Regions from separate parts of the Mus musculus genome. Here regions 1, 2, 4, 5, 6 and 7 are each linked to region 3. The links are chromatin contacts, called in public HiChIP or PLAC-seq, Micro-C and promoter capture Hi-C maps. All regions are on one chromosome and are shown on one strand. Each heading gives the region's core, a stretch centred on a gene start, on an enhancer-like site or on the middle of the called end of the contact. The rest is flanking DNA. Distances are from core to core; before and after follow the strand shown. Region 1 holds the start of 1700039E22Rik (RIKEN cDNA 1700039E22 gene). Region 2 holds the start of Dnmbp (dynamin binding protein). Region 3 holds the start of Scd1 (stearoyl-Coenzyme A desaturase 1). Region 4 holds the start of Erlin1 (ER lipid raft associated 1). Region 5 has its middle 32 kb from the start of Slf2. Region 6 overlaps Chuk (conserved helix-loop-helix ubiquitous kinase). Region 7 holds the start of Pax2 (paired box 2).

Region 1 (3,252 bases), core at 164-2,663, 430 kb before region 3:
CTGTGTCCCCCCTCCCTCCCCCCAGCGAGCGGCGACTCTCACAGCACGGACAGAAGGGTGTATCTACAGGCAGGGGGGCGGGGGGGGGGCGGGAGGACAGGGACTCTATGGTACCCGGAGGGGCGGGGCAGAGAGGGAGGGGCTATGTACAGAGAGAGGTTCGCCTCGACAGCACACACCGTCTTTCTATAAAGCAGCCTGTTGGGTTTTTGTTTGTTCATTTTTGCAAAGACCATCATCATATTAAATAAGTGTAGACTTTTTTTTTTTTTTGAGGCTCTGTTCAGCTCCTGCCCAAGGGAAGGCTGGGGAGGGGGTGCTTGGGGGGAATGGGGCGGGGAGACCCGGATTTTCATCTGGGGCGGCTCGGTCGTCAGTTCCTTCCAGGCTTTTTGCGCCCGCAGGTTGGGAGTTTGGGATGGGAGGGTGGGGGTGGGCAGCGCATTACTGATGGGAAAAGATCAATGCTCGCAGCCGCAGCCTGAGGACACGGTTCCCGCGGTGGCCCCGACGTGGCTGCGTGCTTGGGACCAAACACAAGGTGTCGTGGGATGAGCCGAGGAAGCACAGGAGGGAAAAGTGAGAGGCCAGCAGGTGGAAGAGGCGCTGACGTAAGGGCAAGGCGGGGCCGAGAGGAGAGTCACTGCAGAAGGAGATCGCAGGCCCAAGGGAACTAGGCAGTTCAGGTGGATGAGCTCAGTTGGCGTCTGCTCGCCTTGGGTACCAGCCTTGGAAAACGCTGTCGCCCCAAACGCTGTCCCTCGAGTCCGACCCTTGCGTCCCAGTGCCACCGTCTGGGGCGGGGCGCAGACAGAAGGCGGGGTCAGCTTGGCAGGCACAGGGGGGATGGGGCAGGATTTCCCCCCTAGGGTCTCCCCGGCGGCTCCTCCTTCAGCACAAAGTCCTTTCCTTAGCTTCCCTTGCTCAGCTTCTCCAGCGAAGCCTCCCGACTCCCGGGCGTCCGAAGTGGGCTGCCCCTGGGTGGGCCACGCTGATTGTGTGTCACAGAAACGGCGCGCGGGCCAGAGGCGGGCGGGCTTCCGGACGGCGCCGCGGTCCAGGCAGGCGGGGAGGGGCGACGGGCGGGGCTGGGGCCTGAGGGTCCCACCCGCGGCTCCACCTGTCCTGTCTGGCCATCGACAGGGTGATGAGAAGGGCTGCGGGGCTTGGGGGAGGATGTCTCGAGGTGGGGGTGGGACAGGGACGGTGGCCGAGAGGCAGCGCGTCGCTTCGGTCCTCCCTCCCTCTGGGGTGGGCGGTCAGACGGGGACGATGTGGAGGCCGAAGCTGTCTGCCTGAAGCTTGATGTGGTCCCCGCGGTAACTAGTGGCGGTCATAGGCAGCGGCAGCAGCGGCAGGGGCGGAGCCCCGGGGGGCGGCACTATAATAATAAGGGGAACCTGGAAGTTAACACAGGAGAAGAATGGGCTGGGTGAGAGGACAAACAGGAGAACAAAAAAGGAAAGAAAAGCAAAGAAAAGCCCTCCCCGGGTCCAGCGGGATCAGGCCTGGAGGACTGTGGCTCGGCCCCGAGGCCAGATGCCCAGGAGTAGTGCTGCATCCACAGGGCGGGAGAGGGACAGGACAGGTGACACCCGGCTGCGGATCCCCCAAGGGGTCCGACGGCCACTGTTGGCTAAGAGCCCTCCAGTGATCAAGAGGTAGGGGAGGGAAGAGGCTGGAGGCGCAGGCGTCCTGGTGGTATCCCCAGGACCCGGCGCTGCTCTAATGGGCCTGTCTCCCTGGCCCATCCGGGTACCCAGAATTGGGGTGGTCCTGAGTGGGATCCGTATCCCGAAGCAGCCTGCGCGCCCGAGCTGGCGAGCGGGTAGGCGACCTTGGGAGCCGCCGGCCTGCCAGGTGGCGTACTCACTTAGTAAGGCGGGGTTGCTGAATCTCCAAGCCTCATTGTAGGCGGTGTACTGGGGATGGCTGTATGGGTTGCCTGAGAACTCGCTCCCTGTGGGAGGGCGGGGAACTGGAATTAGAGGCGTTCAACGTGTCCAGTTGGCCTCTTCTGTCCTGTCCTCACTAGTCCCAGTCTTGGGTGTTTCAAGCAGGGATAGGGCCCCTGGGAGCAGGCCAGAGGCCAGGTAATCCACACACTCCGAGCTCTGCATGGGGACAGCCACCATAGACAAGTAGCAGCCAGATCCCTGCACACCTAGGCATGGAGGGAATCTGTGGGCGGGTTTGTGCCTGGGCTCTCCTGCAAGAGATCGCTGCCCAGGAAGGGTTTGGTCTTGGTCTGGCTGCTCCCACTTAAGTAAATTGGGAGCTGAGAGCTTTTACAGTGGACACTGGCTTTAGGGATTCTACAGCATGAGAGAGGGGGAAGGTGGAGCAGGAAGGCCCCTGGGACACTTTGTCCCAGAAAGCCCTAAGAATGGCATCTCAGAGCTGTGCCAAAGCTAGGCAGGTGGTAGTGGTGGTGCCCTCCTGGGAAATAACCCCTCCCACTTTTCCCTCCTGAGGTTCAGTACAAGGGCCACGTAACTGGGGAAGTGAACTGCGGGAATCCACTGGACTGCTCGCAGGCTCAGGAGCAGTGAGCAGTGGAGGGCACAGTGGGTTGGGAGCCTTCGGGAGCTACCTCCCTCCCTCCAGGAGGAGAAAGGCCAGGCCTATGGGTTTCCCCCCTGGCCCTTTCTCCTGTGTGATGACCCCAGACTGTTTACAGTGATCCCTAACCGCGGGTTAAGTAGAGGAGAAGGGGCCCCACTCCAAGAAGGAGCTGGGTGGGGGTGGGGGATGCAGCCACTGGAAAGCCTGTTTATTGACGAGGAGGGAAAGCATGCGTGCAGCAGGATAATGAGCTTCTGAGCTCAACTGTGACCAAGAGGAACTGAGCTATCTCCTTCCCCATCGCTAATGAAACAAGTGTAATTTCCTCATCAGCACTAGATTCTGTTTAACGACTCCCCCCTTGCCACCATGAGCTCTCTGCGGCTCCCCTCATCCCTACCTCCCTGTAGACTCCCCACCCCCCACCTCCCCACTCTTTCCTCACCACCACCACCCCACCTCCCTAAGACCTCCTCCAGCCTCCACCTGCTCACTGCTGGGATCTTCTTCCAGAGCCATCCCTTGCTCCCCCACCAACAGCTTCTACTTGCCTTCTCCCAAGTGTGAGCCCCAATCCCTTCATCCGCACCTCCAACTTCTCTCAGTCAGCCCTATTCTCTTAACAGGCTGTAACGGGCTCCCCAGTTTCTCAACCCTTACTCAGGGCCGTGCCTTGATGAATAAGGC
Region 2 (2,805 bases), core at 303-2,802, 470 kb after region 3:
AGCATTAGCGCCAGGGTGTGGCAGTGCTCACCTTTCCCCCAGCACCTGGAGGTGGAGGCAGAGGCAAATGGATCGCTGGGGGTTTGAGACCAGCCTGGTCTACACAGCAAGGTTTAGGACAGTCAAAGCCACATAAGAGAGAGGAGACTCTGTCTCAAAAGAGAAAGTAAGTAAGAAAGAAAGATAATAATACCATTATCTAGGTAGTAGATTGTCATTTTACTTGAAAGGGGGAGAAAAGCTTACTGTTTGACAGGCCGCTGAAGCATTTGATCAATTTCTTTCAAAAACAAAAATCTGGAATATTTATGTTTTACCACAAAAATGCCTTCCTTCAGTGTTCAGACAGCAAAGGAGGAGAATAATGTATGTGAGCAGCAGTTTCACCCCTAGGTACAGCCTCCAAAGAACTGGAAGCAATGGGTCCAGCAGATACGTGTACGATTTGGGTCCTAGCCTTAGCCACAGTAGCCAAAGGGGAAACTCCGCCGAATGCCCAGTGAAGGACAAACGCCTAAACACAACGCAGTATATTTAGCAGTAAAAAGGAAGGAAATTCCGACACATAGAACAGCACAGATGAAACTTAGGGCATTATTCTAACCAAAATAAGGCAGGCACCAAAAGGCCAAGTATTGTAGATTGCATGTATGAGGGTCTTCAGAGTAGACGAATTCTTAAGGACACGAGAGACTAGGAATCGCTGGGAGTGGAGTCCCTGTACGATAAGAGCAGTTTCAGTTTGGGAAGTTGGGGTCCCGGTGCCGGACAAGATGATGGATGCGTAGCAATGTGAATTTACCTACTCTGATGGACTGCACGCACACTTGACAATGGTTCAAACGATACACTTTATGCTATGTCTAGTTTACTACGATTTTTGAAGAGTCAAGAAACAATCTAGCTGATGAGATTTTAAAATAAAGCCTTATCTCTGCTGTGTGTGCATAGTGATATATGATTCCTGCATTCCTCAAATCTGCTAGGTCGGTCCCCGCGCTTGCACCAGCTCCTCCACGCACTTGCGATCTTTAACAGTCAGAAGTCTTCCGGGACTTTTCAGAAACCGGGACGTTTGGTTCTAGTATTCTGTGATTCCTTGCTTTTAAATTCTCAAAATTGTCCTGTGAGACTTTGCTCGGGAGAAAAGAAAAAAAAATCGATGAGGAGTGGGCAGTAACCTGATGGTGTTCCCCTGTAATCCAGCACTTGGAGGAGTGAAGGACGATGGAAGGTTCAAGGCTAGCCTCCGCCTCGGAGTAAGAGAATTCGCGCAGCGGAGAATTTGAGTTCTCTAGGTTGGCGGTAGCGCGAGTGCGTGGGGATCTGGATCCTAGCCTGAGCGAGGTGTGTCGCTAAACGCCCCCACGCAGTCCGTGCCTCAGTTTCCCTGAAAGGCCCTGGGAGCCCGAGCCCTGACGTGGCGGAGCGACGGGCTAGGCGGCCGCCAGGGGGCGCGAGCGCGGGAAACGGAGCCGGGGGCCACCGGACGGAAGCGGCGCTAAGGGAGGCGGGGCGGCGCGGAGTCACCCGGATCGGCCCGCCCGCCCGCCGCCGCTGAGGGGAGGTGACCGCGGCCCGGCCGGGCCACCAGTGGCTGTGCGCGGAGGGAACGCCGAGCGGCAGAGAGCAGGTCGGTGCGGGGCCGGGCGTCCGTGGGGTGGCGGGGTGGTGGGGTAGCGGGGACGGTCGCCTGCGGGGCGCGCGGGGCTTGCGGCGCAGCTCTCGGTCGCGCTGAGCTGCGCTCCGCGAGACGCGAGGCCCTCGCTGTCTTCACTCACGGCCGAGGGGGTGCAGGGGGGGGGGGGCAGCAGCCCTAGGGACCGTCCCGGGGCGCGGACCGGGGGGCGAGGTGTCCAGCCGGGGCGCTGTCACTGCGCCGCCCTGCCTCTTGGCTTTGAGTTGAAGAACTGAGCCCCAGTCCTGCTCCTGGTCACTGCTGCAGCTGGTGGGCATGAGAGGCCGGGATTTCGTGACAGCCAGGCAGCGATGGTTTCCCAAATAACCCGGGACTATTTATATTTAGCTGGAGATGCAGTTTTGGCTTACTGGAGTTTTTAGGTACCCAGGACGATTGCATGCTTGTGTCAGAGGAGGATGGTTGTCACTCGAATAAAGGGGTGTTGGGGTGACCGGACAGGACAGCATGTGGTGTGTATTAAGAGCTGCGAAGGGTGTTTTTAGGGCACAGGGTCGTGTTGAAAAACCAACTTGAAAAGCAAGGTCGCATGTGGGATTATGGCTGGCAAATTCTGTAACCTGTCTGACAGTGTTTCTTTTATAGTCTTGGGAGCACCTTGTGGAACTTCCTAATTAATAATGGTGACAAGCTAGTGATGACACCGATTCTCTGGTAGGAGCATAGTTTGGACTCCACTGTGCTTAGTCGAGTTACATGCCGCTGATAGAGCTGACTAATCAACAGGCGATTTTTGCAGCAAGCAGACCTGATTTCTCAGTTAGGGCTGCATTTATAAAACAGTCGTAGGAAAAGCATAGTCGAGGTGTAGTGTTCAAGTTAGTGTATCCATCGGGCCTCATTCCCCCTAAACTACTGAATCTCGTGATCTCTCAGGCCCTTCCACCGCTAAAGTCTTTCATTTGTATTTGAAGCCGATCCCTCCTGGTGACAACAAAGTCCTAGGAAAACAAAGTTAATTTTACAAATTATGTAGCAGATGTTCAACTTCACTGTCGCTCCCCGCTCCCCCACTCACATAATATTGGGTTGAAATGAGTGAAACCTGTTGTGTGTGTGTGTGTGTCATTCATGTTTCTGTGTTAATGTCACCCAATGGCTTGTCT
Region 3 (2,900 bases), core at 219-2,718:
AAGAAAGAAAGGAACTATGTAGAGTAGGCTGCAAAGCCATTGATATCAGACAGACAGACAGACAGGCAGGCAGGCAGGCAGGCAGAAGAAAAGCGAGAAGAGGAAAAAAAGAAAAGAACTCACTATGTAGACCAGGCTGCATTTGGCTTTTTGAGACAGAGTTTCTTTGTGTAGCCCTGGCTGTCCTGGAACTCACCTTGTAGACCAGGCTGGCCTTGAACTCAGAAATCCGCCTGCCTCTGCCTCCTGAGTGCTGGGATTAAAGGCATGCGCCACCATGCCAGGCCTGCCTTTACCTTTGAGCCACTCATCTGATACTCAATTCCTAGCTCCACCATACACTGGCTAAGCGTGACCACAGGTAACCTCAACTCTTTTAAATTTCACTTCCTTTTTAAAAAGACCGAGGAGCTGGACCCAGCTCAAAGGCAGACACAGATCTATGAAGCTTGAGGCCAGTTTGGTCTACACTGTGAGTTCCAGGACAGTCAGAGCTTCAGAGACCTTGTCTAAAAAGAAACCAATAACAGTAAGTACCAAGGAATACCTACTGCTCAGGGTCAGTGTGGGTTCAACAAAAAGGAAATTCTTGAGACTTCTTAGGGATCGCAAAGTGCCTGTTTGCTATTCGCACCGCACACTCAGGCCCTTTGATTCCTTAGTCCCTTTTCTTGGAATCTCAACGTGAGGATCTAAGGAGCTCTCAAACGTCCCGTCCCGTTTGAGGAGAAGCAGCTAGGATTGGGCTCTGGCTCCCAGCAGAGGCGGTCCCCGGCAGACGGAGCCCAATGAGTGAGTGCAGTTGTAACTCAGCGTGTGCTGTCAAGAACGCAGCAGCAACCGGATGCTGGCTGAAGGGATACACTATTGTTTTCCCGGGTCAGAGCCCTGGGCGCACCCTCATATCCCAGTCTCCCGGGGTTTCTCTTTGCTGGTGCCTGGAAGTGGGGGTAGATGTGAAGTTAGACCGAGTTGTGAGTGGCGGTAGCCAGTGTCTTCCTCACTTCTTTCGATGCGATTTCCCCAGTGAACCATTTGCTAAGCGCCAGACCAAAGTCCTAGGCTTGCACACAATTCCTACTTGGAATCACGTTATCCTGCTCTTAAAGAAAAGTCACCCATCAGCCCACAGCAAAGAGGATAAGGAGAAAAAGAGGGGAGGAGAGAGCGAGAAGCTAGAGGCAGAGGGAACAGCAGATTGCGCCTAGCCAATGGAAAAGGCAGGACAAGGTGGCACCAAATTCTCTTTGGCCAATGACAAGACGGGCTTCACAGGAGGCACATTAGCATTTATCCCCAGGCAGGGGGTTGGAGCAGCGCGCCCTGTTGATGCCTTCAGCATCCCGGCGCCTCCAAGGTCTACTCTGGAATCTACTTGGCTTTCTTTCCCGTTCTTGGTCCCGCCCTCTCTCTCTCCCTCCCTCCCTCCCTCCCTCCCTTCCTCCCTCCCTCCCTCCCTCCCTCCCTCACCTCCACGCCTGGCTTCCTTGGCTAGCTATCTCTGCGCTCTTTACCCTTTGCTGGCAGCCGATAAAAGGGGGCTGAGGAAATACTGAACACGGTCATCCCATCGCCTGCTCTACCCTTTAAAATCCCAGCCCAGGGAGATCTGTGCACAGCCAGACCGGGCTGAACACCCATCCCGAGAGTCAGGAGGGCAGGTTTCCAAGCGCAGTTCCGCCACTCGCCTACACCAACGGGCTCCGGAACCGAAGTCCACGCTCGATCTCAGCACTGGGAAAGTGAGGCGAGCAACTGACTATCATCATGCCGGCCCACATGCTCCAAGAGGTGAGCTTCCAGAAGCGGCCCTCGCTCCTTGCACTGGCCACGCAGCTAGGTGACTGGTCCCGGGAGGAGAAAGTTGAGAGTTCTCCGGACTACTGGGCTTTCTCGAATTCTGACGTGACCGGTTGGTTGAGAGGTGTAGATTGTAATTTGGGCAGATGAGTCCCAACTTTCGTGCCTTTAGCTTTAAAGCAGCGGTTCTCAATTTTCAAGATGCTGCGATCCTTTATTTACTACAGTTTTTCATGTTGTGGTGACCCCCTCCCCCCCAACCATAAAATGATTTCGTTGCTACTTCATAACTTTAATTTTGGTACTGTTTTGAATCGTAATGTAAATATCTGTTTTCCGATGGTCTTGGGCTGCCCCTCTGAAAGGGACATTTGACCCCCAAAGGGGCTGAGCGTGAGACACAGGTTAAGAACCGCTGCTTTAAAGAAAAGCCCGTCCTACCGATACTTGTATAACTTACACGGGGATCCCTTTGTGTGTTACTGAGGCTATAAATGTTTCATTCTTCTTTCCTATTTCTCTCTCTCTCTCTCTCTCACACACACAACACACAGAGAGAGACAGAGAGAGAGAGCCCCACAGATCGGCCTCCCCCGACTGAATTTTTTCTTTGCAGATCTCCAGTTCTTACACGACCACCACCACCATCACTGCACCTCCCTCCGGAAATGAACGAGAGAAGGTGAAGACGGTGCCCCTCCACCTGGAAGAAGACATCCGTCCTGAAATGAAAGAAGATATTCACGACCCCACCTATCAGGATGAGGAGGGACCCCCGCCCAAGCTGGAGTACGTCTGGAGGAACATCATTCTCATGGTCCTGCTGCACTTGGGAGGCCTGTACGGGATCATACTGGTTCCCTCCTGCAAGCTCTACACCTGCCTCTTCGGTGAGCAGCGCCCCTTGTCTTGGGCCAGTGCCTCAGATTTCTCTTTGCTCTCTAATAAGGTACCCTCTGACCCAAGGCAGTGGCTGCTCTGTTCAGATTTCCCCAGCCTTTTTTTCTGGTTCCTTGTGGGACTTAACATGAATACTGAGTCCCTGTGCAGGAGACTGGGAGGGGTCTACCTGAGGCAGAGAAGCAACTCTCTCTGAACAA
Region 4 (3,156 bases), core at 136-2,635, 340 kb after region 3:
ACAGGTTAGTGCATGTATTGAAGGGGTGTGGCTAGATTTGCTCTTACAAAGGCCTGAATTGATTCTCTTGCCTGTCATTCTCTTTGTTACTAGCATCATACATAACCTTGTATTTGCTGTTGTATATCCGTTTCCCAGTTTCCTGTCTGTCTTCACTCTCAGCCAGTTACAGATACAATGCCCCAAAAGCACTGCTTTCTGGTATTTTCCTGCACAGGAGTTTGGTAATCCTTCCAACCTTGTTAACCTTTTCTAGTTGTCTCTGCCCTTAGTGAAATAGAATGCCCTTATTTCCCATGTGTCCCTATATCTCTAAACTCTACCCTTTCCTTTTAGTTTTTGTTTTGTAATACATGCACATGGTGTGGGTTTATTCCCTAAACCTTTTATGATTATTAATTATTGTGTGTGTTGGTGTGTGGTGTGGGGCATGGACCTTTATGTGTGGAGATCAGAGGACAACTTGTGGAGTCAGTTCTCTGCTTTTCACTTCTGTGTGAGGTCTAGGGTGAAAATGAAGTCCTCAGGAGTTCACAAACTCCTCTACCCACTGAGCTATCTCACCAGGTCCACGTGGTATAGAATGTTAAAATACAGTGAAAAAAAAAAAAGGTCGATTCCCAGCACCGATGTGGCAGTTCACAACAGCCTTTAACTCTGGTTCCACGGGATTCAATGCCCTCTTGTGACTGCTGAGGGCACCAGGCACACAGATAGTGACTGACATGCATGCAGGCCTAACAGCCATAAATGAAGTCACTGTCTTCTTGTCATACATTTTCTCTATCAGCAGAAAAATGGATCCTAGACTTTGTAAATCTGGTTCTAGCCTATCTTGCCATACAACTCCTTTCAACCTTATCGCCGTCATGAAAACTCAAGCGTTCACTACTCATTTTGGCCTACAAGACAATCCCGACCTCCACATTCAACATACATATATCATTCTGATCCTGTTTCTGGGTGGCTTTCAGAAAGCACTCTGGTGTAGCATTCTGGCACAAAATAAATATTCAGGCCAAGTCTGAATGGTTAATTCTGGTTGAATAGCTTCCTCTTCTGAACTCGAACCCCTGATTCCTTGAGACTGGTCTGGTAGTTTCCCTAGTGCAGGGTGTGTACCTGGAGAATGTGCTTGCCAGTTGGACTAGGGACGAACCACAAAAGGATGCAGGAACAACTCCTACACTGAGGGGCTGGTCCTGTGCACTAGCATGCCTCAACCAGCGTCTGTCCGAGTGACCCACCCCAGGAGACTTGGTCCTCGTCTGGGCACTTAGAATCACTACACTGTGCGCGCACCCGGGGCCAATTTTGTCCCGCCCGCGCACCGTCTCGCGAGTCGCGGGCGGGGGCTGCGTCGCCTGCGTCCCCGCGCAGCCGCAGTACCGGGCAGGTGGGCGGGGCCGGCTGTTGGCAGCAGTTGGCGGGGCCGGGTGGCGGCTGCACGTGCGGGCGGGGGCGATGCGTCACTGACCGGTGAGGCGAGGCTCGGGGGTCGCGGTCCTCCGAGTGCCTGCGATCAAGGCCGCCCTCAGTCGGGACCTAACGCTTGGGGAGTCGGGGAAGAGGTGTCACGACGTACGCCGAGCCGGGGGCACCCGCGCAGGGGGTTGGCGAGGGGAGCGCTTAGCTGAGAGAGAGAGAGAGAGAGCCCGGGGCCGGAGCGCGGGGCTTCCCGCCTCAGCCGCCCGCGACCGTACGCGGGCTCTTCCCTGGGTGGGGACTGGCCTGTCACTCAACGGACTGAGGTTCCTCTTCTCCCCATGCTCAGGAGGAACAAGGATGAATATGACTCAAGCCCGGCTTCTGGTGGCTGCAGTGGTGGGGTTGGTGGCGATCCTCCTGTACGCCTCCATCCACAAGATCGAAGAGGGACACTTGGCCGTGTACTACAGGTGAGCGCCGCCCTGTGCAGCCCGCGATGGTTCTAGAAGCACAGTGGAAGGGTCCAATGGGTCACAGCGAAGTCTGGGAAGTTGCTCTTTTCCGCGGCGTCAGGGGAGCTGCTTCCAGCCCTGCCTGGGAAGTGGTTTCATCCCAGCTGCCGGGAGTTAACCTTTGGCGGGGCACTTTTCCGTTGTCGGGGCAGTTTAGTGCCAAGTTCGTTCTGTACAGAATTGAAGACACCTTAGGGGGCACGGAAGTAGTCACTGCAACCGAGATGACTTCTCATAGTCCGCACAACTGCACAGGTGTTTAGTTTGCCGCTGTGGATTTTTTCCGGATCTCTGTCTTACATAAAGACAGTTCTCCCCAACACTAAGTTGGGTTTTTTCTTCTTCATTAAAAAATCTCCCATTGTCTGGTTATGTCCCCCAAAGTCTTCATGACCAGAGCAATGTCATATATCCCTAAAGGCCAAGAGACAAAAACCACATTTGCAGGCCACTTTTCTCACTTTTTTTTTTTCAAGTCAAGGTGAAAAAGAGTGTGGACTCAGTTGCCATCCACCTGATTTGGCATAAATCAAGTCTAACTTCCCACCAGGTCCTCGTGGTATAAGCTGGGAAGAGAAGCCAGTTTGTGGACAACTTGGGATAGTGGTTTATTCTGAAACAAGCAGATTTTTGAATATTTCCATCATGCCCCCTAAACTGGTATTTCTACTTTTAGATCAGTCCAGAATCCTAGAAAATACATACTTTTGGTGGTATGTCTTAACAGATGGAGTTCTAGCATAAGAAATACCAGCCTGGACCACATTTCCATCCAGTTTATCACTGTCCTTCTGACAGGAAAACCACGAAGAGAACATACGGAGATACCACTCCAAAAAAAATGACTAATGAACCTGCAAAGGTTCATCTTTTGAGTTATGACTTAGGACAAGGATGAATGTTGTGGGAACTTACTATTCGTTGTGTAAAGTAGGACTTTGTGTTGTATTTGTCCCAAATTTGCAGGGGGTGCTTTCACCGTTCACATACTACAGAGTTTGATAAACAAGCCCCTCTCTCAGCTGTCAACTCAACCCTTTCGCTGTCTGTCTTTCCATGCTAGGTTTTTGTTACCTTTAGACAGAAACCATCCCCCTAGGATTGGACTCATGTATTGAAAGAACCATTAGCCTCAGAAAGTTTCTTCTTCCTTGAAAGTTTGGTTTTTTCCTTTTTTAAACTTAGCGATTAAATGTATTGTTTTGATTTGTCTCTT
Region 5 (2,947 bases), core at 131-2,630, 490 kb before region 3:
TCCCATCCCCCTGTCTGCTCATCAACCCCCTCCCTGCTTCTACCCAACAGAGCCATAGCTGGAGAATCAGGAGGAGGCCCACAATGTCATTTCCCCATCACTCTGCAGACGATTCCACACTAATGTTCTTTTAATGCTGTGATGCTGCACTAATTAATAAGCATCCTGCACAGAGGCCTCGCTCAACTCTCCTCCCCTCTCCTCCTCTCCCCTCCCCGCCCTTCCCCAGCAGCCAAGGAGAAGGCCTCCTGCCTGACATCCTGGCAGGCTGGCAGCAGAGAAAGGATTTCACTCCTCTACCTGAGCTGCCTGATATTGCTATGAGAGATAACTGTATACGAACCAATAATCTAGCCTGACAATCCAATTTACTGACCAATAGCGCACAATCCACCATGTCATCGGCCGTGGGGAGGCCCATAAATTAGTTCCTAGTAATTTATTCTGATCAATAGAATGGGCAAAGTCACTTGTCTCTTTAATCAAAGGCCTCAGAGATGTCAGTGCGGGCTGCTGTGTGGGAGGGAGCCAGGGGGCCGTGGGTTCTTGGCACCACACCCCTCACCCCTAGCTCCCAGAGCCCGGCAGAAAGCCTCTAAATAGGGATGGTATGGGAGCTATCTGTGGTCCGGGCTGCCTATCTCAAGCAGAAACATGCTCTTCAAAGAAGCCAAGGGCAGGGGTGACCCAGATTGTGGTAAACAAGAGTTGTGCTGACTCAAAGGACATCATATCTCTTTGGAATGTTTAGAATCTTCCTCCCTATCACAGGAAGCCCCCAGTCCTTGTACTGGCTGTAAAGAGAAGATTCCCAGGCCGTGGGAATGTGCCTTTCCAAAGCCTGCTATGTAGATATTTTCCCACCAGGCCTTTGGAGGCTTAGCAGGACAGAAAACGAACTCTGAACTTCAGTCTTTCTCTGGGGCACTTTGCATCGAGAGAGGAAATCCACAGAACACAAGTTATCTGCCTTATCTGGCCCTAAGAGAGGTCGAGGTTCACACTCCAGCCCCAGGATGTCACACATTCTTGAGAGGGCTATTACCTGAGACATTCTTACTTGCCTGTTAGAGCAACAGCTTTCAGCGCCCACCCCCCCTCTTGGATAGCTCATGCTGTCATCAGCCAGGAGCCTCAAGCCCCCTCCCCCCCATTCTTTCATGTGAGGTCTAAAAATTTCACAAAGGCATGGGGGAGGGGGAGCACTCTTGTGAAATCTGATCAGTAGGGAGGCTGAGACAGGAGGATTGAGATTAAATATTAATTTATAAAGTAATTCTATATCATTTGATTAAGTTACTAAAGCCTCGTACTCTTCTGAAGTAGATACTGTTATTAGTCCCACTGAGTCAGAGTGTAAACAGCTTGCCCCAGGCCTCACAGCTAGGATCTGGTTGAGCAGGAACTGAAAGCCAAACCCTCTGGCTCTTATCCATCAGGCTAACGTGGAGGCAGAGGGAATTTCCCTCACCCCATCTCTGCAGGGTCAATATTTTAGTCTAGGAAGCAAACTGACAATAAACACCCACGGAAGAGATGCAAATGTATTCCAGGCACAAGAACAAGAGGCAAAGAGAATCTAAGGTTAAAAGAGGGGGCCAGATTGGGTTGGGGAGACTGATGGTTTCAAATATGCAGAACCCACAGGAAAAAAGCCACCCATAGCACCGATGCAACCCCAGCACCCCAGGTATGTGTATGGGGAAGAAACAGGAAGATTGCGGAGGTGTGCTTGTGTGAGCGATTGCCTGCGAGGATGACCATGCACCATGTTCCTGCCTGCGGAGAGCAGCTGAAGACTCTGAAGCAGGTGAAGACATCCAACCCAGAGGCATCAGAGCCCCTGAAATTGAACTACATTTGTGGGTGCTGCAAATTGAACCCTGCAAAAGTAGAAAGCACTCTCCTCTCCTGAGGTAGCTCTCCAGGCCCTCACTGGGGCTTTCTGGCCCCCAGCCCAGCAGTTAGTCTCAGTGAGAGAGAGAGATCCTGTCTCAGGGAGTAAGTTAGAGAGTGATAGAATAGGAGGCCTGTCATTGTCCTCTGTCCCCAGCCCCCTTCACAGGCCCACACACACTGAGTTCCAGGGGACAGAATGGTTTGATGCACACATACTAGTTATTTCTGCCATGGGGCCAGGGTTGGCCTGGGACTTCCTAGGTAGTTTAAGGCATACCTTGAACTCCTGACACTCCTGCCTCTGCCTCCTATATGATAGTATTACAGACATGTGCCACCATGCCCAGCTTACATTTACATAAAATATAATTAGCAAATGAATCCGTAATATGCTTAGAAGAATACTGACACAGAGTAAAGGTTATTTGAAGTGTTTTTGGTATAAACACATTCACAGCGATCAAGGGACAACATTACTGGGACTCTCTGAAGATACAGCAAGTCCTTGAGATGCTCTGCCTCCCCTTCACTCCTTGTCCTCCAAATAGATAAAGAATGGTCAGCCTCTGCTATCTCCCTGGAGTAGAAGAGAAAGTTCAAATGCTTCTCCCAACGTGTATTCCCTCTTCCAGGCCCTGGGGGAGCGCCAGTGCATTGGCCTTGGGGAAAGAGACCAATCTTGCTCTAGAGAGAACAAGCTTGTCCTCCTTGGTGGGAGGGAAGGTCAGCCTGGGGGCTGTGGTGGCTGCAGCGACTTGGCGAAGGACACCATACTCTTTGACATAAGCGGGATGTAGAAGATAGCAGAGTTTTGTAAAGAACCAGGAGTCAAAGGCTGGTTACCTTGGGTCCCCCTTCTAGCTCTGCCACTGACTATGGGACCTTGGCCAAGTCACTTCAGGTCTGACCTTGGTTCTGTATTTGAGGCAGAAAAGAATGGGGGACAAAGACCTTACAAGTCTCCCACCTGACATTGTGGAGTTCTGTGTGAGGCTGTGCAGATCTTTTAGGTTTTCCCTGAGCCTCCTCTATCCTGCCCCACTCCCCG
Region 6 (2,845 bases), core at 219-2,718, 320 kb after region 3:
AGCTCGTAGGATCTGTGTCCCTCCCAAGCCTCTTAGTACTGGGGGTACAAGCACACTCTGTCATGTACTAAGCTGAGATAATCATGCGTGCAAGGCAAGCACTCTACCCACTGAGCTGTCACCCTGATAATAATCCTAACCAGACTTAGATTTCTTTCTTTCTTTTTTTTTTTTTTTTTTGTTTGTTTTTTTTTTGTTTTTTCGAGACAGGGTTTTTCTGTGTATCCCTGGCTGTCCTGGAACTCACTCTGTAGACCAGGCTGGCCTCGAACTCAGAAATTTGCCTCCCTCTGCCTCCCAAGTGCTGGGATTAAAGGCGTGCACCACCATTCCCGGCCAGACTTAGATTTCGTATTAATAGTGTAAAATCACTCAGCTGTAATGACTTGGAAGTAGTAGTTGCTGAGTGATCTTAGTTAAAGAAGGTTGTTTAATCACAGACTCCACAGGCAGGAAATAGGCCAGCTAGTTCTCTGAATTGATAATAGAAATTTAGGTTCTGGAGTTTGGATACTGTGTGTTTGCAAATTGTTATTCAATGTTTCTGAATGTTGATAATTTTGTTTTGTTTTGCTATGGCTTAGGTTAAGTCTTCTTAGATATAATGCTAACTTGACAAAAATGAAGAATACTTTGATCTCAGCATCACAGCAACTCAAAGCTAAATTGGAGTTTTTTCGAAAAAGCATTCAGCTTGACTTGGAGAGATATAGTGAGCAGATGACTTATGGGATATGTAAGTGTCGGGCTGTAACGTATTTGTAAGGATGTCCAGTCTCTCAAAACCATCTGCTCTTTGTTGACACATAGCCAGTTATTTAACTTCACAACAGAACAACACACAGGATAACTTAAGTCATCAAACTGTTTTTGTTTTGAGGGTTAGCTCATTTCATTCCTTAATTGAGCAACTTATTTCATAATTGTAATAGAATGACTTAACTCTAGAGAAGATGAATAAGAGACTTAAGACTATGAAATTTAAGTCTTATTTTAGGAAGGCACACCGAGTCTGTACTGGGATGACTTCTTAGCAGACACTGTACTGCAATGTGTGCTTCCCCCAATCGGGTACTGAAACCAAGAGCCTTGAGATAATGGTAGGAACTCTGGGAAATGATTAAGTCACAAAGGGACCTTCATGGATGAATTGTTTCCTTTAACAAAAGACTGAGATTCCTGCGCCCTTCCTGCCAGGAGAGGACACAAAAGGCAGCCATCTAGGAGCCAAATCTTCTTACTTTCCAACACTCAGAAATGAATTTCCATGGATATTTGCCACCTAGAGTACATTTGCCTTTGTTTTCTAGTTTTGTTCTAGCAGTGTAGCAGCCCAAATGGACTAACACAGCCAGGGGAATCTTAAATTAATCTGGTTTTCTGTTTAAAATATACATACATACATACATACATACATACATACATACATACATACATACGATTTCCAAGGTCCTGGTTTTTTCTGACCATCTGCTGTGGGGTTCAGGCTGCTGTTTCCTCCACACAGTACAACCTTAGCTTCCCTCAGATGTGTTACGGATTTATAAAGAGTTAAAATTCAAATAAACTGAGTTTTCTGATTTCATGAAACATCTCTTTTTTAAGGAAGTAGGTTCTGTTTATATTTGTATTTGACAAAGTTATGGATATCTCAGAATGTCCAGTTAGTGTCCAGTTAGTGATCAGAAGTGTCTAGTTAGTGAATATGTTTATCTTCCAGTGCTATTTCTTTGTTTGCATATTATAGGCATTCTTGTGAATGACAAAACATAATTATTTCATTAAGCATCTTTGACTTGTCATAGGCATACTGTACGACTAGTGAAGTACTAGTTAACATAGTGAAATAGATCTAGTTGTGCTGACACTAACATATCAGTAGAATATTTGACAGTGACTCTCTTGTTACTTTTCTCTTGTAGTGAACAAGGAACTTATAAAAGAAAGCATTTAGTCGGGGGTTGTTTACACAGGGTGAGCCCTTGACCAGCATGGTGACTGGCAGGCAGGCAGGCATGGCTCCAGCTGTAAGCTGAGTGCTTACATCTGATCCACAGGCAGGAGGCAGAGAGAGCAGACTGGGCCTAGCATGGGTTTCTGAAACTCAAAGCCCACTTCCACTGACAAATTTTCCAACAAGGCCGAACCTCCTAATTATTTCTAAACAGTTTACCACCCGGGAACCAAATATTCAAGTATATGAGCCTGTGGGGGCCATTCTCAGGAAACCACCACAGTGATAATTCAATTGTGAGGAAAGCATGCATAGATTAGGTTGTCTTGTGAGAGAATAGAGACTGTATCTTGTAACAGTCACTTTAGTGAGAACACTTGAGTAAAGGGACAGGCCTTTCTTTTTATACTTTTTATGTATTTTACAGTACTGGGAATTGAACCTAGTCCCTTGTGTTGTTTTTGATACAAGATCTTTATTTATGTTGTTTTGGGTGGCCTGGAATTGACTACATAGACCAGGCTGGCCTTGATCTCCCAGAGACCTGTCTGCTTCTGCATCCCAATCTGGCATGAAAACACGTGCAGCCAAACTCAAAGCCTTGTGTACACTAGGCAACTCCTCTACTACCAAGCAACATTCCTAGCCAACAATTAGCTTTCTGAAACCTGTTTATGTATTACTTTAAGATAAGTTTTTTGGAGGGGAAAAATATATATTATTCTCCTGTAACTTCCATAACAGCTCTGTGGCTTAAAACAGTATAGATGTAAAAGCTCAGAATTTCATGGCTAAAATCTAAAAATCAAGGTGCTAGCTATGCCTTGATTCTGGAAATTTGCAAAAACAGATGATTTGCTAGCTCTCCGGACGACCAGCCATGCTGACTGT
Region 7 (2,899 bases), core at 374-2,873, 350 kb before region 3:
ATGAATTAGATGCATTCAAATATCATTATGATATTTCCTCTATTCCTATTTTCTTATTTCTCTTCCCCAACATCCTTTTAATTTTCTTTCCTTGATTTTCCCCCCTCTTGGTTTGATTTCTCCTTCCTTTCTCCTCAGCCTTGGCATTTGTCTTTCTTTTGTTCTTTCCCTCTGATTATATCCATTCTTGCTGACCCCCTGGCCAGGGCGCTGGCTGAATGGTCCTCAACAGTGAGTGGAGACAGGCAAGGAAGTCTCTCGAGTGTACAGCATCCAGGTGCTGGCCTGGATGGCTCTACCTCTCTCCCTGACTTTGATTTCTTCTCAAAATCCTTCATTGTTTTTTTTTTAGAATGATCACTTCCCTAGGCAAAGTTAAAAAAAAAAAAAAAAGTGACCGGCCACTCTCCTGTTCCTAGCTAAAAGGGAAGGGAAGGGGGGGGGGAAGAGGTGAGGGTGGGAGAAAGGGTGGGACGTAGCAAAGCAGCCCCCCAGGAAGCCTTAACTAAGCCGAAGGGAACAAGAGGCGCCGAGAGCTTAGGCTCAGAAGGGGGTCACACCCCCAGGATCTTAGGCATAATTGTCCTGACACCAAGGCTGCCCAAACTAGGAGCCTCCTCACGATTACCCACAACTCTAAGTTTGAGGAAGGTAAAGATGAGGGAGGAGAGAGAGAGAGAGAGAGAGAGAGAGAGAGAGAGAGAGAGAGAGAGAGAGAGAGAGAGAGAGAACAGCCTGAAAACTACTGCCAATTAGTCCTTTAGTCCAGGGCAAAGACTGACTAGGGGGTGGGTGGCTGGAACCTGGGCCCAGGGTTATGGATCCCGAGAGGTAAGGAGGAGCAGGTGGAAGGAGCCGAGGGAGGTGAGACACTAGTGAAGGTAGAAAGGCAGGCAGAACCGTGAGTATGGCGTGGCAAAAAGCAGAACGGTGGCTGAAGGCGTGAGAAACACTAGGTAAGAGAAAGGACGAAAGGAGGGAGCAGGGAAAGGCCAGTGTGGCCTCTAGGGTGAGACCTGAGCGCAGGGGGCCGGACCGCGCTGGGGCTACATGGGGTTGGAACCGAGACAGGAGCCGGGCGCCGGTACTCACGGTGCATCGCGGAGAAGGGGTCTGCTTTGCAGTGCATATCCATCGGGAGGCAGAGGAGCGGGAGCAACGCGGCCGCCGCCGCCGTGTCGCCTCTCAAACTCAACTTCAGGACTTGAGGAGAAAAGGAAGGGACGGTGGGGGAGGGAGAGTGAGCGGGCGCCCGACTGCTGGGGGGCAAGCGAGGGCGGGGGACGCCGCGCCGCGCTCCACGCCGGGACTCCTCCGGGCCCGCTGGGGTTTGCGACCGCAGAGGCTGCAACTTGCCACCGTTGGGGCACGCGGCTGGGCAGTCAGCAACGCAGCCCCGGGGCGACTGGCTGGACCAAGGGGCACTTGGGGCGCATGGCTCGCGCGCCAGCTGCGGCCAGAGCTGAGGCCGGGTAGGGAAGACGGCTCACTCAGCTCCCCTGGAACCCGGTTGTCCGAGAGGCTCTGAACCAAGAGAGCTCAGGGCGGGGGCGGCCCGAGGGCGCCAGGAGGGGAGCCGGGCCGCTCCAAGTGCCGGCGAGTTGGCGAAGTTGGCAGAGAAGTAGCAATCCCCGGGATGTCCAAGCGGGCGCCCGCGGGAGGGGAGCGTGCGAGCCGGCCCCCGCCCCCGGAAAAGGCAGGCGCACGCCGCGGCGACCGAAGGGCCAGGAGGGAGGGAGGCAGCCTAGGAGCCGAGCGGCGCCCGCAGCGCTGGGCTGGCCCCAGGTGGGTTGCGGCTGCAAGAAGACTCGGCCGGAGACTGGAGCCTGGGCTCCCGGTGTGTGTCTCTCTAAAAGCTGCAAAGCCCCCTCCAGACCCCCTCCTCCTCCCCGCGCCGGGAGATGGATGACTTGTCAGACAAAGGCAATAGATTCCACCACTCTGTGATTCGCCAGCGCCGGAGCCCCGAGCTTCGGCAAGGAGGGCCCCGCGCCTGTCACTCCGGTGCTGGCGAGGGGAGGGCCCGGGAGGGGGGGGAAACGGGAGGGAGCAGCGGGTGAAGGAAGAGGGAGGGTGAGGAGCGGGCCAGGGGGAGGAGGAATGGGAGCCCCGGATTAAAACTACACTGAGAAACGAAACTCGCCGAGAAGATAAACGTTAGATAAGGATAAAGAGCGGCCAGCCTAATGAATATTCAGGCAACCACAGAGGGCCTCCGAGCGCGCGGCACTCCGAAGCCAGGCTCTCAGTCCTAACTCGCCCAGCCCTGCCATCCACCGGCCAATGCCCGCAAATCCCAGACGCCCGCGAGTCCGCAGCCCCTGTCCTAACTCGGCTACCCTTGCGCTGAGTTCCTTTCCGTTTCTCCCTGTGTCTTCCTTCCTCTCTCCCTTTCCCTCTGGTCCTTCCCTTTCGCCTTTTCCTCCTGTGGTACCTTCCCATCCACGCACGCATGATTCTCATTCCGGGGCAAAGTGCCCAGCAGTTTGTCCCCTCCCGTCCCACACGCGGTGGCGCGCACCCCCTCCCCGGAGTCTGGGCAGTCCAGACGCCTGGTTTGGAATCAAGCTAGAGGCCTCTGGCTAGAACCCACCTGCCTTGGTGGGACCCAACGGATGGTAGGAGAGCCAGGGAACTTGGCACCTGGACCCTCGGGTAGCTAGGGAAGGGACTGTGCCGGGAGACGGTGCGCAGCGGCTTGTCCGCGGCAGTGACAGAGGATGCAGAAGCCCAAGGCGGGACCAAGGCGTTCTCTTTCCCCGGCTGGGGAGAAGAGGAGGCTATGAACGCGACTGAGCGCCGCCCGCCGCCAGCTCTGCAGATCCCGAGCGAGCGCAGCTGGCGCAGCACGCCGGCCTGGCCCGGCTCCTACCAGAGCCGCTGGCCCAGTCTCTGCAGC

The links. Promoter capture Hi-C pulls out the DNA fragments that hold promoters and counts their contacts. A called contact is a pair of places that touch in the nucleus more often than the background predicts. HiChIP or PLAC-seq counts read pairs in DNA pulled down with a chosen protein or histone mark.
Region 1: an H3K4me3 HiChIP or PLAC-seq map of embryonic stem cells shows a contact between it and region 3, with 17 read pairs. The contact joins the promoter of 1700039E22Rik here to the promoter of Scd1 in region 3. A contact is called at or near these places in 2 of 39 promoter capture datasets (both in embryonic stem cells), 2 of 484 Hi-C or Micro-C datasets (both in embryonic stem cells) and 2 of 115 datasets of contacts at active chromatin or transcription factors (embryonic stem cells and pancreatic cancer cells).
Region 2: a promoter capture Hi-C map of 3T3-L1-derived adipocytes shows a contact between it and region 3, with 4 times the contacts expected there. The contact joins the promoter of Dnmbp here to the promoter of Scd1 in region 3. A contact is called at or near these places in 9 of 39 promoter capture datasets (the 3T3-L1 cell line, 3T3-L1-derived adipocytes, cranial neural crest and 4 more) and 2 of 115 datasets of contacts at active chromatin or transcription factors (extraembryonic endoderm stem cells and pancreatic cancer cells).
Region 4: a contact with region 3 is called in a Micro-C map of embryonic stem cells, with 2.7 times the contacts expected there. The contact joins the promoter of Erlin1 here to the promoter of Scd1 in region 3. A contact is called at or near these places in 2 of 484 Hi-C or Micro-C datasets (embryonic stem cells and liver), 2 of 115 datasets of contacts at active chromatin or transcription factors (embryonic stem cells and pancreatic cancer cells) and 2 of 9 other capture datasets (embryonic stem cells and pancreatic islet).
Region 5: a contact with region 3 is called in a FOXA1 HiChIP or PLAC-seq map of pancreatic cancer cells. The contact joins the enhancer-like site here to the promoter of Scd1 in region 3. A contact is called at or near these places in 9 of 39 promoter capture datasets (the 3T3-L1 cell line, the HPC-7 cell line, HPC-7-derived erythroid cells and 3 more) and 3 of 115 datasets of contacts at active chromatin or transcription factors (embryonic stem cells, forebrain and pancreatic cancer cells).
Region 6: an H3K27ac HiChIP or PLAC-seq map of extraembryonic endoderm stem cells shows a contact between it and region 3. The contact joins the enhancer-like site here to the promoter of Scd1 in region 3. A contact is called at or near these places in 3 of 115 datasets of contacts at active chromatin or transcription factors (extraembryonic endoderm stem cells, stem cell-derived neural progenitor cells and trophoblast stem cells) and 3 of 9 other capture datasets (adipose tissue, embryonic stem cells and pancreatic islet).
Region 7: a Micro-C map of embryonic stem cells shows a contact between it and region 3, with 6 times the contacts expected there. The contact joins the promoter of Pax2 here to the promoter of Scd1 in region 3. A contact is called at or near these places in 2 of 39 promoter capture datasets (both in embryonic stem cells), 8 of 484 Hi-C or Micro-C datasets (all in embryonic stem cells) and 5 of 115 datasets of contacts at active chromatin or transcription factors (embryonic stem cells and pancreatic cancer cells).

What each region holds. Positions count from the first base shown.
Region 1 is chr19:44,834,099-44,837,350 of GRCm38.p6, reverse strand. It overlaps 1700039E22Rik (RIKEN cDNA 1700039E22 gene), which reads left to right and starts at 1,413. Exons shown (of 3, transcript NR_045315.1): 1 at 1,413-1,860. It overlaps Pax2 (paired box 2), which reads right to left. Exons shown (of 10, transcript NM_001368747.1): 9 at 1,874-1,960; 10 at 1-1,381. The coding sequence ends at 1,260.
Region 2 is chr19:43,938,945-43,941,749 of GRCm38.p6, reverse strand. Dnmbp (dynamin binding protein) reads left to right here and starts at 1,552. Exons shown (of 16, transcript NM_028029.4): 1 at 1,552-1,633.
Region 3 is chr19:44,406,277-44,409,176 of GRCm38.p6, reverse strand. Scd1 (stearoyl-Coenzyme A desaturase 1) reads left to right here and starts at 1,468. Exons shown (of 6, transcript NM_009127.4): 1 at 1,468-1,791; 2 at 2,417-2,690. The coding sequence starts at 1,768.
Region 4 is chr19:44,068,014-44,071,169 of GRCm38.p6, reverse strand. It overlaps Erlin1 (ER lipid raft associated 1), which reads left to right and starts at 1,385. Exons shown (of 12, transcript NM_001164360.1): 1 at 1,385-1,479; 2 at 1,775-1,898. The coding sequence starts at 1,786.
Region 5 is chr19:44,897,339-44,900,285 of GRCm38.p6, reverse strand. No RefSeq gene overlaps it. Among named protein-coding and RNA genes, the nearest start is that of Slf2, 32 kb to the left of the region's middle. Within about 2 kb of position 1,380, at least 39 of the 459 cell types and tissues checked have an H3K27ac peak or open chromatin away from gene starts, as enhancers often do. A contact at or near this core is called in pancreatic cancer cells, where this site is marked.
Region 6 is chr19:44,084,799-44,087,643 of GRCm38.p6, reverse strand. It overlaps Chuk (conserved helix-loop-helix ubiquitous kinase), which reads left to right. Exons shown (of 21, transcript NM_007700.2): 13 at 585-736. Among named protein-coding and RNA genes, the nearest start is that of Erlin1, 16 kb to the right of the region's middle. Within about 2 kb of position 1,468, at least 12 of the 459 cell types and tissues checked have an H3K27ac peak or open chromatin away from gene starts, as enhancers often do. A contact at or near this core is called in extraembryonic endoderm stem cells, where this site is marked.
Region 7 is chr19:44,755,630-44,758,528 of GRCm38.p6, reverse strand. Pax2 (paired box 2) reads right to left here and starts at 1,623. Exons shown (of 10, transcript NM_001368747.1): 1 at 1,093-1,623. The coding sequence starts at 1,135. RefSeq lists promoters at 1,161-2,435, 1,161-2,899, 1,161-2,899.